Regions from separate parts of the Zea mays genome. Here region 2 is linked to region 1. A link is a contact called in public Hi-C data. All regions are on one chromosome and are shown on one strand. The core of a region is the stretch at or near the end of the contact, and the rest is flanking DNA. Distances in the headings are between cores, read along the strand shown.

Evidence for each region. Hi-C and Micro-C count contacts between places; a contact is called where the count stands out from the background.
Region 2: a Hi-C map of bundle sheath shows a contact between it and region 1, with 2.9 times the contacts expected there. The contact joins the promoter of LOC100280989 here to the promoter of LOC542240 in region 1. A contact is called at or near these places in 4 of 25 Hi-C or Micro-C datasets (bundle sheath, ear, leaf and 1 more).

Annotation. Positions count from the first base shown.
Region 1 is chr1:265,486,563-265,489,262 of Zm-B73-REFERENCE-NAM-5.0, reverse strand. LOC542240 (TATA-binding protein 1) reads left to right here and starts at 1,404. Exons shown (of 9, transcript NM_001111848.2): 1 at 1,404-1,721. The coding sequence starts at 1,645.
Region 2 is chr1:265,738,394-265,741,093 of Zm-B73-REFERENCE-NAM-5.0, reverse strand. LOC100280989 reads right to left here and starts at 1,272. Exons shown (of 1, transcript NM_001153909.1): 1 at 613-1,272. The coding sequence starts at 995. The coding sequence ends at 705.

The sequences.
Region 1 (2,700 bases), core at 155-2,654:
AAGGTGTCAGGCCACCTTTGCATTAAATGCTCCTGCGATCTGGTCGGTTGACGCAGCGATTTGGTCAGGGTTGCTTCTTGGCGAAGACAGGGCCTCGGGCGAGCCGGAAATATGTTCGTCGCTGGAAGGGGGGGCTCGGGCGAGACGGAGATCCTCCGGGGTCGGCTGCCCTTGTCCGAGGCTAGGCTCGGGCGAGGCGTGATCGAGTCCTTCGAATGGACCGATCCCTGACTTAATCGCACCCATCAGGCCTTTGCAGCTTTGTGCTGATGGGGGTTACCAGCTGAGAATTAGGAGCCTTGAGGGTACCCCTAATTATGGTTCCCAACAGTTAGGCTGACTCCAACAGAGGCCATGCAAATCGAGCAGCCATTCAAGCCTTTGGCTAGCGTCCCTGGTTTGCCTGTCCAGGCATATGGCACACGCTTTCAACGACACAGGCAAAAAGGTAGCGGTAGTATAGTCCAACAAATGAAGCAGATGGTGGGGGTCATGTTCTCAGACACAGAAAAATGAAATGGCTGCCAGCAACAGTACAAGCTATTATAGCTTTCCTATCTCTTTCCATCCTTTTTGCCTGGCTTGTTTGACTGTCCTGTTGGAAGGTAATTTGTACTGCTACAGTAGCTCGTGGGTAGCTATTTTAGCTTTGCCTGTCCATTTAGCTGCTCTGTTGGAGTCAGTCTTAGGGTATGCATATGAGCTAAATATTCTACCCATGAGTCTCTTGTTAGGCAAAAACATTTGGGTAAATGGGTATTAGAACGTTCCACCCTCATCCATACCTGTTAACACGCGTGTATAAAATACCCGATATAAACTTAGCCCAAAAGCATGAACTCGAGCTTCAGTCATACATCTCTTTTGACTATTTAACAAACTTTTGGGCAATAATATTATAGAAGGCTTAACAACTATTTGATGACCGTGTAATAAAACATGTAATGTGGTATGTATTAATAACTCAGTGTTGCTACTTTATCCACATCTATGATGTTCTTGAATAGATGATTAAATGATGCTAGAAATTTTGTAATTATATTTAGATGGATATATTTGACATTTGTATAATATAGATGTTTAATCTTTATGGGTAAGAGTGACCCGACGAATAATCCATACCCACATGGGTATGGGGTAAATCCATACTCACCGGTTGATACGGGTGACCCAACGAGACTATTTTTTTTATCATAGATATGAGTATGAGATAGTAATAACTAATGTGTATTTAACCATTGCTATCTTTAGTCTCTATGAATTACAGCTCTAACAGTCAAAAAAATCTTAATATAACATGTAATAGTGCATGGGCAAACCGGTAACCGGCCACAGCCGGTCTACCCTGTTCCCCTACAAAAACCTCCCGCACGCATCTACCTCCCAGTCTCCCACCCACCAGACGACCCCCCTTGCATTCTCAGTTTCTCACGCCCCTGCGCTGTCCCGTCGCGAGATAGATAACCCTAGCTCCCTTCCATTGCTTGCCCTCTTCCCCAACCTCTCTCCAGATCTCTATAAAAGACCAGAATTTCGAATTCCCCCTCGAACCCGTGACACGCGCGCTCCTTTCCCGCCCATTTAGGCCTCTGATTCGGCGCGGATTCGCGGCGCGGAGCCGCCGAGGTTGCGTGCGTGATTGGGATGGCGGAGCCGGGGCTCGAGGACAGCCAGCCGGTGGATCTGTCCAAGCACCCCTCCGGCATCGTCCCCACGCTCCAGTAAGTCCCGGATCTGGGTCGTCTGGGGTTAGGGGTTGCGGAGAGATCCCGTGCCGTACGTGCTAGGGTCGCGCGGCGGATGGCGGTGCTTGGGTTCCCTAGAGGCTGGAGCTGCCAGGGCTTGAGTCTGGGCAGCGGGGTGCCTCTCTGTACTGTGAGTGGTGGTGTGGCTGGTCTGTATCGTGTTTTTTGTTCAGCTTCCCGAGCTCCCCGGTGCTGGGTGCATCGAAATGAGCTAATATTGACTTTACATAGTTGGGACTAAAACGTGAATTATTTTGTTGTCATCCTCTCTCGGATCTGACTTGTGAGAACGAGCCAGGGCCAAACTCAGATCTAATTGAAGTTTGTATTCTTGGCGTAGTAGTCACAGCAAGCATAATCTCTTCTTGACCATATTTACATTCCATGTTTTGATTCGGGAGCATAAACTGTGTAATGACTAATGTGATAAGCAGTCAGCCTCGCGGAAAGAGATTTTGATATCTCATCTCGTGTCAAGGGTTAAATGCATTGGTTGATGTGAGTTGACCATGAATAAAGGTGTTTAAAGTTGCCTTTGGCTCGAGGGGGCAATCCCTTTTTCATCAGTGTTTGGTTTTGGGGGTGGGGGTGCTTGGGACGTATCGTCTCTGCAGTGGCATATTCCTGAAATATGCGGATAACTCGGTCCCCTCAAATTGGGTGGACGAAGTCATTCCTTGCGGAACGCGCCGCCGTGCCATCTTTGTGTCGCCAGGTGCGAGTGCGGTTGGACAGAGGGCTCTGCCATGGGGAAGCTCTGTGCTCAAGGCAATCAGAGGAGATGAGATGGATATAGATTACACAACGTACTGGGATAGCTCTGACAACAAGAGGATTGGGGTGAGGTCCAACATCTGAAGGAAGGAGTGGGTCGATGACCTCTTTATGCCACACGAGAACTCTGGTGGGGGCAGTTTGAGCATCTTTGGCGGTAGCAGCAATGCTGAGATAGCTG
Region 2 (2,700 bases), core at 23-2,522, 250 kb before region 1:
CTCCTTTAGAATGGACGAAAAGCAAAGGAATTTTTTAGAATATTCAATCCCTATGAAAAGTTTTCCTACGAGAGCCTTTGGAACAGAATAAGCATGAGATTTGAAACCTGTTAATTCCTTTAAAATTTCATATGGAATGGTATATCCCGTGGCAATTTTGGAGAAAGATATGCATGAGGTCCAACCTCATGTTTTCTTTCCTTTCTGCCTTATCATTCCTATGTTTTTCCTGCGCATGATCTGAACATATGTTTTGTGGCTTCCCTGTGTTATGATTCCTGTAGGATTCCAATGACATGGACATTATAACCCTGTGTGTTTTCCTATTGCTATGTTTTAAGAAGCCTGTGTTATGATCCAAAGGAGTCCTATGGGTATGTTTAGTTGCGGGATAGCCTGAGACAGCCATATCCCCGGCGTCCCCTCTCGTGCATCCAATTCTAACAGAAAGCTAGGGACAACACTAAGATGATCATGTCCAATCTCTTACTCTAAACCAAACAACATTATATAAAGGATCGGGTCGTCTCATTCCATCCCGTCCCATGGTAACCAAACCCACCCTAAATTTTCAGCTACAGCTGAGCACTTTTAAGTACGAAAACTGTCAAATATCTCAATATCTCTTTTTATAATTGATTAGTTCTGCGAATAGATCTTAAACAGGTTGAGTCAGGTCGACCAAGAACACACACATCGACCAACTACTTGTTCTTCCCGGACCTCTTCTTACCCCCTGCCGCGGGGGCGGCGCTGACCTGGGGCCGCGGGTGGCGCTCGGCCTCGGCAGCGTCGAGCCACTTGAGCGGGTTACGGTTGTAGAAAGGCCAGTTGGGGACGGTGACCAGAGCCGTGAGCACGACGCCGCCGGCGTAGACGAGCAGCATGAGCTGGAAGTCCGCGCGCACGTAGCCCACCAGGAACGCCACCACCGCAGACGCCACCAGCAGCACCTGCATCAGCATCTCCGCGCGTTTCTGCCCCAGCCAATCCATAATCCTCTGCCAAGAACCCGAGATACAGAAGATCCGGGTGAGATGGATCGGACCTAGTACACTTGAAATTGGATCAGATCCGAATGCAAATGGCTTAAGCTAGGGTTTGGGCGCTCGGCGAAGGAACGGAGGAGGAGAGGTGGGCGTACCTGGCGGGTGCTCGTCGCTGGAGAAGGGCCCGAAAATGGAGAATTGGGCACCTGACGTAGGGCGGCAACGGAGAGAAGAAAACAAGAGCGCACGAGAGTGGAACGGTAGAAGTGTAGAATCACGAGATGGGAAACGCAGACCAGCGAGGGTTCTGGCCACTGGATCCGGCCGCGCGGAAGTTTGTTTGTTTCAGGGTTAAATGTTGGGACATATCGGTGTTGTCGCGGTTGTCTCTCAAAATTAAAAATTATAAAGACAAAATAGAATGTCAGGAGACATCTTTATCCTGACTGTCCCGCAACCAAACGTACCTTAAATACAGTGGATCAAACAGTTTTCTACGTTCTTCAGCAGCGTACTCTAAACAGTCCTCTAAATTTAAAGGACCCTGTTCAATTCTCTCTATATATAGTTTCTCTAAACGGTCCTCTATCCATTTGAATATTTTAAATAACCGGTTAGCAAACCTAAAATATGTACAATACATTTGAGAGTATAACAAATATGTATGTAAAAAATGAATCTAATATAGATGTGTATAGAGGACGTTGTTGGAGAGGAAGAAGATATAGATGATGAAATTTTTTAGAGGAGACCGTAAAGGATGAATATAAATGGTGGATATAGAAGATATTGCTAGAGACGGCTAGCTCAGTTCAACACAATACACCTTGTTTCAAAGCCACGAGCTAAACTAGTATTTTAGCTCGGTTTGTTAACCACGCAGCTCGAACTGAGTTTAAATCAACTTATTAGCTAGAACGAGCTAGCATTTGCTAGTTGAAAAGGAATTAGGCTTACACCTATTTCTTAAATGATTTTGGTGGTTGAATTGCCCAACACAAATAATTGGACTAACTAATTTGCTCTAGTGTATAAGTTATACATGTATCAAAGGTTCACACTTAGCCAATAAAAAGACCAAGTATTGGGTTCAACAAAAGAGCAAAGAGACAACCGAAGGCACCTCTGGTCTGGCGCATCGGACTGTCCGGTGCACCACCGGACAGTGTCCGGTGCACCAAAGGACTCCAAGTCGAACTCGTCACCTTCGGGAAAATCTAGAGGCGAATCCGCTATAATTCACCGGACTGTCCGGTGTACACTGGACAGTGTCCGGTGCTCCAAGGAAGAGCGGCTCTGGAACTTGCCTGCTTCGGGAATTCAAAACGGCTAGTCCGCTATAATTCACCGGACATGTCCGGTGTACACCGGACTGTCCGGTGTGACATCGACGCAACGGATACTTCGACGCCAACGGCTACCTGCAGCACATTGAATGCGCGCCAGCGCGCGCAGAAGTCAGGCACGCCCATGCCGGCGCACCGGACACTCTACAGTACATGTCCGGTGCGCCACCGGACATCTCGGCGGGCCCAGCAGTCAGAGCTCCAACGGTCGGAACCCAACGGGCTGATGACGTGGCTGGCGCACCGGACACTGTCCGGTGCGCCCTTCGCCAGCACAACATTCCAAGTCATCTAGTTGACATACCACCCCAACCGGCCACTTCAAGGTGTGGGAGCCCAAACAACATTCCAAGTCATCTAGTTGA